Linked DNA regions of Zea mays: region 1 is linked to region 2. The links are chromatin contacts, called in public Hi-C maps. All regions are on one chromosome and are shown on one strand. Each heading gives the region's core, a stretch centred on a gene start, on an enhancer-like site or on the middle of the called end of the contact. The rest is flanking DNA. Distances are from core to core; before and after follow the strand shown. Region 1 holds the start of LOC100274552 (F-box protein AFR). Region 2 has its middle 81 kb from the start of LOC100502532.

Region 1 (6,838 bases), core at 3,908-6,407, 190 kb after region 2:
ACAGAATCCCAATTTTATATCCAGGCCCAAATTTAATTTGACTATTTCCTAAGATGTTATAGTTTCAATACAGACAGTTATACTATAAACTCACATCCGTTTGCCATGTATTACCAAATTATGACCTTCTGAATGCAAAATGGGGAGTTGCAGGAAGCATGAACATCTGCTCAATTGTGAGAATGGGCGTGTGTTTCCCTTACCTTCCAGGTGCCCATATTGAGATATCCATCATGTAGAGAGTTCCTGCAGAGTGCAAAGATGCAACATGCTGAACAATTTATACAGTAGAAGAATGACGTAATTAATGGAGAGAAGTAATAAGAAGTGAGGAAACACATACGTCAAGGCAAAACCAAACACTAGCATCCTAATATGTGCTGGCATGCCATCAGGCCTAGTAACTATAATAGAATGCTCGTGATCTTTGGATGTGCCTTGGCCTGAAGAATTATCTGCTGTGTTTTTTGGAGTGTGAACCTGATTCAGTATGACTGGTGCCGCATTCAAAACTCCCAGTCCCATAAACATGTTATATTTGCTGAAGCTCCCAAATCCCAATCACAGATTGAAAAGACGTAGAAGACTAAAAAGGAGATCTCAAATCTCTACAAATAAGTTGGCACAATATCAAACAATTACTTGCTTGGATGAAAAACAATAAACACATATTGTATCTAGGATAATATATCATAATAACAAAATATAAATACTCGTCCGAAATTTAAGTTGAGATAAGGGGTAACAGATTGGTGCTGACCCGATAGAATTTTCTGACTTCTCCAATTCCCCTTTTCAATTCAGCAACTCTCTGAACTCTGCTTGTGAAGCTCTTCGAACCATGCACTGCATCAAAGCAAATAGGCAGAACAAGGTGCTAAACAGACGTGAACATGTAGGTTGGTCAATGCAATAGCAATGCAACCTGTCCCTTGAGGTGCATCAGCCACTGTGTCCATCGACTCCTCCACCATCACAAGGTCAATCAGACCAATTAGAGACAATGCCATTCCAACAAACATGGTGCAGCACCCCATCATCCTTGACACCAGCATGGTTCTTAAGGTGGTATGGTGAGGCAAGAAAAATGGCCACCGCCTGGACGCCTAGGCAAGGTAGGCGAGCAAGGCGCCTCGAATTGCTTGAGCGCCTGGACGCCTAGGCGACGCCTTTAAAACACTGGACACCAGGGGCACTCGCGTCCTTAGTCGCCAAGTAGAATTAGCCACCCGCTGAGATGACCTCTCTGGTCAAGGAGCCTGAGAGGTGGGCAGACAAGCCATCTAATCCAAGGATGATGGGGCCTGGTTTGCACTGATAGAGTTAGGTTATGCCGTCATGCCAGGGATGATGGAGTCTGGTTTCCACGTGGTAAAGGCAACAGCAAGAAACATTGATAGCAAGCATGTGCATTGTTATCTTTTTTCTGAAACTGTAAAAGAGCTATTCATATATGATGCATATTTGGATTCTTCAGCCCTTGTCGGGGCCAGAACCTAGAAGTACCTGGAAATATCAAGGCCATTTCTTAGCACCTTTTGCGCACGTAACTTTGCTTTCTTCTGGATACATCTCATAAGTCTTTTTGAGTTCACAGGAAAAAGAATGAAGTCAACCCATCAGAGAACAATTTTCATATACACTAATAAATAGTGCCATACTTAAAATTACTTGGTCTTAAGATTATATTAACTTCGATTGCCATGGGAAAAAGCCATGGTGCTATATACCTCTTCATGGAGTTCAGAAACAATCATCATAGGTATGTCCTGAGTGACAGCTCCGACGAACTGAACAACATAGTACAGTGTCGAACCTTCTCCAGTACAGTTAGTTCATGCCTGAAAGAGTTTCTGAAACAAAAGAGAGACATTCTTATACTCCTCCCATTGCAAATTATAAGACACTTTAACTTTTTGGTACATCGATTTTGCTGTGTATTGCTATGTATCTAGATGTACCAAAAAAAAGTCACAGCGACTTATAATTTGGAACCTAGAGTATATAATTAAATAAAAAATGTCATTGGTAACTAGCACAGATATTTCTTCCAAAAAAAGCTGAGCGCATATATTTGCATCCTAAACAAAGCTGGTCTGGGGGTTTTTCTTTCAAGATCACGAGGAAGGTTCTAATAATCCTTTTAAGATAACAGAATTATTAGTCAACTCAATAAAATAAGTACTAACACTCCCAGTCTGGATTCATCTTGGGCTCTTGGCTATGACTGTTCGACCATTGTCTCTCACCAACCTTAGCAGTGTTGAAGCACTGCATATATTATTATTTTTTTGTGGCAAATGAGTCACTCTAGCAAACGGTAGCTTCCAAAAGAGATGAAATAGAAGTGCATACCTATCCAAACCAATGGTGGGCTCATCTAGGATGACCAACCTAGGCTTCATCAGCATCTCCATGGCCATGCTGACCGTCCTCACATCGCTGCCACCTGATCACCCGCAGTGTGCCCATCGTTCAGTTTCCTCTTCTTATCTCACAATATCCACAACATATAAAAAATATGAGATCAGGCAAGAGAACATGAAACTCATTGAAATACAACAAAACCAACACCAATTGTAATTGCATTAACTACTGGATTTGGTTCATGAACGAGAATAGGCCCCTCAACCAAAAGCTGTTGTATGCTATATAAAAAAGAGATTGTCGATCATCTAAAGTGAAAATGATCTATAGATGACCTAGACATATATAAATAAAGATGCCAAACATTTCAAATGAAGTTTTTTTCATGAAACTATATGGTGGTGCTTCAGTGCTTGTAGCTTAACATAAGTTGAATGGATCATTATAACATCAGTCAGAACAAAACAACTTGTAAAGAACAAATTAGTAAGTTATCCTAGCATAATGTTAAAGTTAAGCTCTTTGCCACTCGGAAAAAAAGATATTAGTCATCTACAGAAGTAGGTGTATTATGCAACAATATATGAAGGCTTCATAAACAAGCACTCAGAAATCCTTAGGAGCCCAGGACGTCCTCCACTTCTCATATCAGATATGCCTGCATTGTGCCTGTCATTTTTTAAGCTTTTCTTGAGAAGTTAAGGCAGCTATATGATAGGTTTTGCACTTTCTTGACTAATTACATTTTAAATATCATAATTTATGATGGTCTTTAGACATAGTAATCAGGGGAGAAGTTTATAGTTATTTATTTATGCTACAACATTTGTCACACAACTGAACATTATAAACAATATAAGAACCAACCAATTAACCAACAGAATGTAAGAAATTTACCTAAGAAGATCTAGTAAAGTGCTCTCGTCGTCGATGGCAATAGTAATTTCCACATCGGTATCACGTCCTCACACCACCACTGCACTCGATGGCGATGTTGTGCACGTCGCCCTGGTCGTGGAACTGTGCCTCGGCCATGAACCACCACTGCCCAAATACGTGTCCCTGTCATGCCATAGGAAATGCTTGTGTCTCGCAGTTGCAGATAACCTTTCTATGTTTCTGCACAGCTATTGTTTCAGTTACAGTTACAGTATGACACAAGCATCCACAATCTTAAATAATCTAAATGTAATGCAAGAGGCAACATGATAATGACCTTACTAAATAGCATGGATTTATTTTAGCAGATACATAATCATGAATTTGTCCAGATTCAATGAACTTAGTCTAGCAATATTGTAAATTTTATGAGATTTGTGGACTGCACAGATCCGGAGTGAGAAAAGATATAAATAAACTAATTAGTGAAGTTTTCAAAAACTATCGCAACATCAATTTCCAATTCAGGTTTAAGTTAATACTTTTCATTTAGGCGATTTAGATCCAGGATAACATCTTTTATAATCATGCAGTTTTAGCATACAGATGAAGCCCTGGAATCAGATATGAACACAACGAGCTGTCGGGCATCATATACAAACAAAAAGAAAAACAAAGCAAAGCATATAACCCGAACAATCTGATGAGGAAGAGGGCATGTGACTCACCTTCATAGCTTGAAGGACAGAAGTCACGCTGCTGAAGAGGCGCCAATCTGGTCTGAGCGAGCGGCTCCTGCCACAGGCGCGCTCGGTCGGCGGCGCCCTGCAGGTGAAGCGGGAGGCCATGGTCCGCCACTACAGAGCGTATGCGGGCAACGTAGGGGAAAGGTGCGGACGATGCAGTTGGCTTTCATCGCCATCTATGGCCAACAGGAAGTGCTATTCCTCGCTCGCTGGCTGGCGCCACGGGCACCGCCGCCTGCGGGAGCCTGACGCCGGCGCGCGCGGAGGACACGAGGCGGACAAGGTCACTCTCAGCGTGCCGCTGGGCGCCCGCCGTGTCGCACAGCCAGAGTGCGCCGTGGCCGCACCTTAGGTCGAGCAGCGCCTCCAGGAACGCACCGTGCGCGTCGGCGAGGGCGAGGAGGAGTCCGCGGCGTCGCTGTCGCTGGCGTTGGGTGGCGCGGGGCTCCGGTATCGGCCTACCCTGGGGGCTGGGGCACTGCGTTGGCTGCATGGGATGTCGGCACGCACCTACACCGCCCCGCGCCTGATCATCTCCACCCACCCACCATCGTCGCGCGATGCTCGATCTGCTGGCCCCCGCTGGGCTGCACGCGCGAGCACCCCGCGCTGGGCTGCCTCCCCGAGCGCGGCACCGCCTCGGCTCGAGTGGCTGCGCGCTCCCGCCTCGGATCGCAGTGTCCCGTAAAGACGAGGCAAGCGATCCCCCGCCCCCACCACGCGCGGCGCGCATGCCGCATGCGCGCCCCGTCCTCAACCCGCGCGCCCCCTGTCTGTGCACTGCACGCCCGATCGCAGCACCAGACTCCCGGCGCACATGCGCACGCGCGCGCCTGCCGCTCCTCCGATACGTTCTCTCTGCTGCTGCGCACACTGGCACAGCGCGCGCTGTCCGCGGATACGCTCTGCCGAGAGAGGCCTCCAGCGCCGACACCGCCATGTTAGCCATGTCCTCCGGCGCCGCAGCACTTGCCACCAGTCACCATGGCCCCGCCTCACCCAACCTCTCGCCATCGAACCATCGTTACCGGTGAGATCGGTGCCTCGGACAGCCTGCGCGTCCAGGGTCCAAACCCTCACGCTCACACACCGACCCACCCACCTCTATAAATTCCCGCCGACCCCGCTTCCCTTCCATTCCCCATCAGAGATCTCTCCCCATCACCAAGCCGAACCGAGACCGAGAGAGCTTCCCCACACCCACAGCGGGGTGCAGCGGATCGCGCCAAATTCGACCGAACAATCGCGCGCCACTCGGCCCCGCCACTATGAGCTTCTCGTCCATGAGCAAACAGCAGGTGCTGGACGCCGGTGACGGGGAGGGGGAAGAGGTCGTGGAGCTTATCCCGGGCCTGCCGGAAGAGGTGGCCGAGAAGTGCCTCCTCCACCTGCCCTTCCTCTACCACCGTCTCTTCCGCACCGTCTCCTCCACCTGGAACCGCTTCCTCACCGACTCCCCTGCCAAGCCGCTGCTGTTCACTCCCGCGGAGGGGGCGGGGGCTGGCGCGGGGAGCGCAGCCATGGGCTCGTTGTCCTTATCGCTGCCCTTCCTCTTCGCCTTCGCGTTTGACCCTGTGTCGCGACGCCTCCAGTGCCAGGCGCTCGACCCTTTCTCGAGGAGGTGGCTCCTGCTCCCGCCGGTGCCCGGCGGCGCCGCGGCCGGGTCGTTTGCGGTGGTGGGGCTCCCCCGCCGCGGCGAGATCTACGTGATTGGGGGCGTCGAGGAGGGCAGCGACAAGGCGGTGACGAGCGTGGCCGTGTACAGCGCCGCGCGGAACGGATGGGAGGAGGCGGCGGCGATGCGGACGCCCCGCGGGTACATGGCGGCTGGGGAGGTGGGAGGGCGGGTGGTGGTGGCCGGGGAGGACGGCGAGGCCGAGGTGTTCGACCCGGATGCCGGGCGGTGGTCGCCGGCTGCGCCGCGCCGGGGCGCGGCGGTGGCGTGGTACGACGCGGCGGCGGCGGGTGGGAAGCTGTACGTGACGGAGGGGTGGGCGTGGCCGTTCGAGCGCGCGCCGCGCGGCGCCGTGTACGACTCCGCCACGGACTCGTGGTGCGAGATGGCGCGCGGGATGCGGGAGGGGTGGACGGGCTCTTGCGCCGTCGCCGGCGGCCGGATGTACATCGTGGCGGAGTACGGGGAGTGGCGGCTGAAGCAGTACGACGAGGCCCGGGACGAGTGGCGGATGGTGGCCGGCAGCGGGGTGCCCCCCGAGGTGCGCCGGCCACACGTCGTCGCCGGGGAGATCGGGGAGGTCGCCGGTGGGAGGCGAAGGATATACGTTGTTGGCGCCGGGCTGGACGTCGCCGTGGGCACTGTTTCGGCCTCAGACACCGCCGCGGCACCCGGCGTCCACGGCGTCGAGGAGGAAGTGGTGGAGTGGGAGGTGGTCAAGGGCCCCACCGAGTTCGTCGGGCTCGCGCCCTGCAACGCACAGGTCCTCTACGCATGACCCAGCCTTCGGGTAGAACAAACATCTGCATCGCCGAACCAAGACGTTTCGGCCCACTCCGCGCACCCACACGGGTCCACAAGCCCCGAGCCACATCACGTCGCCCCTGGCTGGTCCACATGTCAGTGAAACTTGACTGCTCCAGCGTCTCGCCGGCAGGAGCGAGTGCCCTGCTGCCAGACTGCCCAGATGGATTTTCCGGATGCGCAAGCACATGTATTCACAGTCACAGGCAGCACAGTCTCGCCACGTGGGACCAGTCTGTGAGCGAGCAGTGATGGGACTTGGAAGAGGCTGAGAAGTCTTTTCCACCTCGGGGAAAGGACAAAGGAGGAAGCGAGCAGGCAGGACGGATTATTTTTCTTTCCGTTTTGATTTGAGGTTTTTCTTGTA
Region 2 (7,020 bases), core at 3,743-6,242:
GAATCTTCAGGTGTTGGCGGGCTATGGAGGCATAATAACCGGCCACCTACTGTGTCTCTCCTCAATCATCTTCATCCCCAAATATCTGTTTAATGTAAAAAAGTACAGTTATTTTGTTAACTTCTACTATAACATGGTTAGCAAAACAGCTATATGGAGGCATAGAGCAGCTATATGCACAAATGACACTAAAATTTTTTTTGAAGCCTTTGCATTATCCTATAACTCCTAAAAAATCTCACAAAGAAGCAAGCATCTGATCATCTACTTGTATTCTAATATTTATCCATAATAAACTTCTGATCTGAAAATCGGTAGCATGTGTGGTCTGCTGACAGCAATCTGCTAGAGCTCTATCGTTTGTTCTCCAGTCAACCGGCAGTGCTGTCCCAACAATCCTGAAGTCCGGACCCTCTTTCATTCTCGTCGATCCAACTGCTGGACGAAATCCGTCCAACGCTCTGTCCTCAAGCACTTCATTCTGCCACATGACGCACACCCATAATAAGCGGAATGAAGGAGATGCCATTTGCGAGGGTTGTCGTACATATGTTTGCCGACATCAGGGATGTCAGCAGAAATAGGGGTACCGAGGTTGGAGAGATCAGAAGCCGGGCCGATGCCACTGAGAAGCAGCAACTGGGGATTCCCCAGCGCAACTGCTGAGGGTTAGTTTGAAAACTTAAATCACTTCCACGAATTACGGGGATTGAGTGAAAAAAAATAGTTTATTTTTCTCTTAATTCTCGGAAATTCCAGAGGGAATTTAAGTTTTCAAATTAGAACTGAAAGTATAATCTTCCCACCTGGGCGCAGGAGGGCTTGACGCTGATCGAGGAGACGGTCCTGGTACACGACACCAATTGCTGCAACTGTTGGTCGTGGAGACCTTCCACGGCGCACAGCTGGCCAATACAACAAAATGGAAGTGGTTTGTTCAGTCGAAGTTGCGCAGGACAAAAAGAAAAAAAAGTTAAACTCCAAAGAGCTAAAATACTATACTTGTACAAAACAGTCCAATGACAAAAATTGGATGCAAAATGCATTCTGCCAAATAAATACATAGTCTTATTCACCGGAACCTTTTTTTAGGAGAATTGAATGAACAGAAACCAATTCAGGAAAAGGTTTTAGCATGATCGTCTTTATTTTGGGTTCAAATCTTGCAGAGGAATAGTGACGGCATCAGGAGATCCAAAAGACACCATTGACGATCCAGAGTTTACTAATAATAAAGCTTTAAAAGGACTATAGGCAATGTTTCTGGTATATGCAATCGACTCGTGCAAATTTCTATTTGTCAAAGCTACAACCTACGATGACTTAAGGTGGGTTGCAACGCCGCAATGTAACGATGCGCAGTCATCATACAGACATCTCTATCCAAACTACCACAAGGGCCCAGAAGTAGTTCGCACCAGCTGAGGACCCTGTTCTGCGACAAATCAACTCTGAAAGAGGTTTTTGTTGCAAGCTGGAGTTGTGATGCCATTCCGGCCATCCTTCCGGGTGCACGTGGGAGTACAGCCCGGCGTTGATGGCTGTGCCGCCGCCGCCGCCAAGCACGCTTGCGCACGTTAGGGAGGGACGCCGCCCTCCTCCAACGTGAACCCCTGCGCTGGCGCGTTGGACTCTGGCCTCCGGGGAGGCTGATAGCAAGCTTCAGTCGTCATTCAGTTAACGGGCGTTTCAGCTTCTGTCGCGTTGTCGGATTTGGTTCAGTTTCGTCAGACGGCCAGTTTTCTTTGTCATTTCGTTCAGTTAGCATGTAGCCCTCGTTTCTACCTGGTTTGTTGAGCTCGTTCGGTGATCGAGCGCGTTTGTAGGAGTTATTGGTGGAGTGGAAACCCTGCGCTAAGCTTACCAAAATATATTTTGAAATTTGGAATATTTTTAAATGTAAAAAAACAAAAAAAAGTTTATGCCCAATATAGCCGGCAGGCGTGCAGACGCGTTGCTTGTGGCCATCTACCGGCCCGGTAGCTCGGTCCAGCCCACCTCGTGCAGGTGCAGCAGGCAGCAGCATGTGGGGAAATGGGGAATCAACGACGGCCGTGGAACTGACAGGACGGCCAGGGAGCACAGTACGTTTTAAACTAGGCCTCGGAAAATAAAATTGCGTTACCTTTTGTCTCGGTCTTTTTAAACTAGCGACCCTTCTGGTACGATTTTTTACTATTAGAAATTCATCGGTTGCTACCGATTTTTAATGCATTGATGTAACTATGTAAGAATATTGAAGTGTCCGCACCACATCCCGGTTTGGCAGAGTTCTGGTATTTCTCTGCAAAAAAAGCCGAAGCCCTACCAAATATCTTTTTGCATATAAAAAGCAGAGCCATTTTTTAGTATGAAAAAGGAGCCACAAATAGTAGACCATTGACTGTGGCTCTAGCTCTGACATTTTAATATAGGACATGTTTTAAAAAATTAGGATAAGTCGTTTCTACTAAATGATTTGTGAACTACCAAAATGTTGTTTTTTTAAGTAAAAGCTAGAGGTGTTTTTAGGCAAGCCAGACCCTGTCAACGGATCTTATTTATGCCTGGATTCATAAGGCAACACAAGTTAGATATAAAGACCTTCGTCGTATTGATTTAACACTAAGGAACATAATGAAACAACATGAAAGCCACAAAGTGGAACTTCTTATTCAACTCATCTCATATGCTTTAGTATTTTATTTTATTTCTCCTGATAAATGAGTGTACAAGCACACCTTCAGCTCCCGCACACAGGGTGGCACAAAGGTTCTTCGTAGGCTAAGTAAAACGGAGTGATGACCCTCCAAAAGGTTTTGGAGCTTTATGCAGGGCATTGTTCATCTATTTATATGGAAAATGAACCGTCTTTGCACAGAATTACAATCATGCCCCTTAAGGTTTTACACACATTGTTTACAAATGACATCAGGGCAATAATGTATTTATTCCATCCTCGGTTGCACGGGTTAGCCCCCGTTGTTTGGTAGCTTCTCGTCTGGCTTATGTTCGAAGTTCTTCTGTTGTTGCTAAAGTTATCGACTTCAGCTAACACATTTGTCACTTGCGTGCACAGGCGAAGCTTCTTTGTATGTTGCCTCGGTCGGAGATCAGTTTTGTCCGCCAGTAGAAATGTACTTTCATATTTGTTTGATTCATTTTGAAGGTGGTTTTTACTAAAGCACCTGTGATACTTTTTAGAGATGTATTAGAAAACAATGATTAATTAGTGTTTTAATGATCTTTGAAAGATGAAGGCCTTTAACACTTAGGCCCGTTCGGCAGGCCAGCGTCCAAACCAGGCCAGGATCGAAAGCAGCCCAGGATCAAGTGATACATGTGTTGTCACTAATTCCTAGTCACTAGCCCAGGAACCAATCCGGGAGGTAGCTCACCAGGACTCGTTCCAGACCAAGAATTAAGCGAAGGGAATTCAAATCAGGTGGATCTGTTTCTGGTCCAGATTAAAACGAACGGCTCTAACAGACTGGGCCGGATTCTAAGTCGGGTTGATTCATCCCGCCCAGAAAGAGGCCGGGAATAGGCCGTTCCGGCCGAAACGAACGACGCCTTAGTTGATTTATAGCTCTATCCTCTATGGATCTATCTACCTGTCTGTTTTGCCGGCCGAAGCATGCATCATGCATGTGCTGCAGCACAAGTCCGGGGCGGGGGGCATGCCCGAATTTTTTGCATTTTGGTCCTTCATCGGAAAAAAATTCACGTTTGGACCCTAGAAAATTTTAATGTCATTTTTGGACCCTTTACTCGGCGTCGTAGCCTGTGGCGCCGAGGTAACACAGCTCGGCGCCATAGGCTATGGCGCCGAGGTACGTGTTGAGTTGGCACAAACGGATGTCGTGGCGCCGACGTGGTACCGAGCTCGGCGCCATAGATCATGGCGCCGAGCTCTATTCTGTACAGAAAACTTGTCTAGCTCAGTTGGTAAAATACAAGGCTCTAAACCTTGTGGTTGTGGGTTCGAGCCCCACGGTGGGTGTTTTTTTAATACTTTTTGTCTTTGTCACATTTTTTTGTTGTCCATATTTTTCGTTTATGTCGCTGATTTATCCGTCGTGATTTATTTCTCATCCAGTTTTATTTTTGTGACTGATTTGTTTATTCGTCCAGATTTTTTTTATCCTGCGAGCACAACAGCTGTATATGCAGTAAATTCTAAAATATATCATCCATGAGACAAGTATATAATGGAGTATACTTTTATTTAGTGCAGAAGAAAAAAAGATGATTATGTGTGCTTCTTTTTACTGGGAATATGTTATTATGTATTTAAAATTTATGTTCAAAAGAACTCAATGAAAATATAATATTTTTATTTGATCACGATTGAAGTAAGAGTGTTCTCATTTGATTTTTATTGTGGTTAGCTGAGCAAACAAGGGGAGAAGTTGACGGCTTGTGAGCACTGTGGCACACAGCTGCTGTGCTCGCCGGATAAAAAAATTTGGACGAATAAACAAATCAGTCACAAAAATAAAACTGGATGAGAAATAAATCAGGACAAACAAATCAGCGACATAAACAAAAAATATGGACAACAAAAAAAACAAAAAAGTGACAAAGACAAAAAGTATTAAAAAAAACCACCCACCATGGGGCTTGAACCCGCAACCATAAGGTTAAGGGTCTTGTATTTTACCAACTAAGCTAGATAAGTTTTCTGTATAGAATAGAGCTCGGCGCCATAATCTATGGCGCCGAGCTCGGCACCACGTCGGCGCCACGACATCCGTTTGTGCCAACGCAACACGTACCTCGGCGCCATAGCCTATGGCGCCGAGCTGTGTTACCTCGGCGCCACAGGCTACGGCGCCGAGTAAAGGGTCCAAAAATGACATTAAAATTTTCTAGGGTCCAAACGTGAATTTTTTTCCGATAAAGGACCAAAATGCAAAAAATTCGGAGGGCATGCAGGCTACTGCAGTATAGAGGGCCTGCTGCTGTGCCTGGGCTGCATGTCGACTCAAGGCAGCATGCGAGCGCGGCAGTCACAAGACGATGGGCTTCTCTCTCTGCTCTCAATCTCAATTCTCAACTTCTCCGGGCCTCCTGGGCTCAACCATCGGCTGCTGTGTTGCCAAAAGCATCTGCCGGCTCTTTTGCTTTCTTTCTTTTCTTAACAATAATCCACCTCAGGACTGGGTCGGTTAGATGTTAATTCATATGGATTGGATATAATTAAGTCAGTTTAAATTTATAGCAAGTTAAAATCTGCTTCAATACATCTTAGTCCGCTTCAATCCTTCAATCAATGTGAAAAAGAAATAATCGAACAAAGCCTGACACGGACAGGTATACACGCCATGCATGCCAAGATGGGCGCAAACAGGGACAGACCCAGAACAAAACAAAAATGAAGGCACACTTCTAAGGATAGACACCAAAATATTAGAGCGAGGACATTTTAGTTAGGTTCAGCAGAAGATTTAATGGTAAAAAATCTAGACACTAATACTTACAATAAAGAAATAAGCGAGGCCTAGACCCTCACCCCCTTATATGTAGGTCGCGCAGACAGCGGATCCTAGCCATCACTTATCGCCAACGCAAGGGCAAGACTGTGAAACAAACTTAGAACGGCTCTTGGGTGCAGGCAGGAGCCGTCTATTTGATCAATCACTCGGCCGGCCTTTGTATCTGTCTCTGTCGATGTATGCATGTGACTTGGAAGCCAGGGATCGTGAGCTCCCCTCAATTATTGGGCCTCTTTTATGTCTGTCCGAATCTCGTGGAGCTTGGAGCCATATGCCTGGTCACTTGGCACGACAGACAGGGAGGCCACCTGTCGCGGGCATGGCCACATTGCTTGCCTGCGCTCATCGCCATTTCTCCGAGTCACAGATTATTCTATGCGATTAATCGCGCATCAAGCTGGAGCACTCCTGTGATAGCTAGTGACTTGGTACGTGATCGCCTGATGGGGTGATCCAGATCTGGTCAACACTAGTACTATCATTCATTCCTCATGATCCTGTCTCCATTCTCACCCACCTTTCTGGTATAACTACCCCCGTTCTATTGCAATTGTTATTGTTATATTAATATTGGTGCTTGTGAGCCATGCCGTGAGGCGAGACTTTTTATCTGGCTTTCATTTGGTTACTTCTCCCACCCCAGAGAGAATCAAATCTTTATCTTTACTTAATACAATGAGCGAATAAATTTTCTCTACGACGAGAAATAAATATTTTAAAAATAGGGTGTAGGGATTCGAATGCTACCCACTAGTTTTAAGTGCTCGGTTTCTACCATTACAACTCATGTCTATTTATGTTATATGAATGTAAAAGTACATACTAATAATTTTAAAATACAAAAAATATAACCATATTTTAATAAATATCTTATTTAAACTAGATCTATCTATATGATATGATATATATAAAGACCTTAGCAATTTACAAGCAACTAACTAGTGAGCCCGTAATGCATGAGACTATGAAGGTTCTTTGAGATCGCTTTTTGGCTCCATAGACTTCATGATAGAGCAGCTTATAAAAGCTAGAGTTTAAATTTACAAAGCACCCATTAAACGCTAGCTCTCCTTGCTTTATCTTTTTTTTTACTAAGCAGAGTTGGAGCTTAGTCTGAACAAGATATCGTAACAAATTAGAACTCTCGCTCGAACTGATATAATCTTTGATTGTCCACACTAACAAGTCAGACTGTGAAATGGAAATGTGCCCTTGGGTCATTTCTATAAATATTTTGGTTATTCGATGTTCAACATATATTGTTTTGTGCTAAGTGTCAAATAGATGCAAATGGAAAATCAAGGTATGATTCTAGATTTAGTAAATTGTTTTTGGTACTAATATTATTCTACTAAGTGCTAGGAGCCTTGTTAAAACGAGAGAAATTGAATTGGAAGAGTTTGGCTGAGTCCAGCTAGACTGAGGTGCACCGGACTATCCGGTGCTCAGGCTGGCTCCCCTAGCGAACAGCCGCTCTCGGGAAAAGTTCAGCGCGTCGCGGCTATAATTCACCGGACTGTCCGGTATGCCAGCCGCGCCCACG

Evidence for each region. Hi-C and Micro-C count contacts between places; a contact is called where the count stands out from the background.
Region 1: a contact with region 2 is called in a Hi-C map of leaf, with 7 times the contacts expected there. The contact joins the promoter of LOC100274552 here to the enhancer-like site in region 2. A contact is called at or near these places in 5 of 25 Hi-C or Micro-C datasets (bundle sheath, ear, leaf and 2 more).

The regions. Positions count from the first base shown.
Region 1 is chr9:112,645,461-112,652,298 of Zm-B73-REFERENCE-NAM-5.0, forward strand. LOC100274552 (F-box protein AFR) reads left to right here and starts at 5,158. Exons shown (of 1, transcript NM_001148907.1): 1 at 5,158-6,838. The coding sequence starts at 5,261. The coding sequence ends at 6,445. It also overlaps the pseudogene LOC100381871.
Region 2 is chr9:112,459,304-112,466,323 of Zm-B73-REFERENCE-NAM-5.0, forward strand. No RefSeq gene overlaps it. Among protein-coding and RNA genes, the nearest start is that of LOC100502532, 81 kb to the right of the region's middle. Within about 2 kb of position 4,993, at least 17 of the 20 cell types and tissues checked have an H3K27ac peak or open chromatin away from gene starts, as enhancers often do. A contact at or near this core is called in bundle sheath, ear, leaf and 2 more, where this site is marked.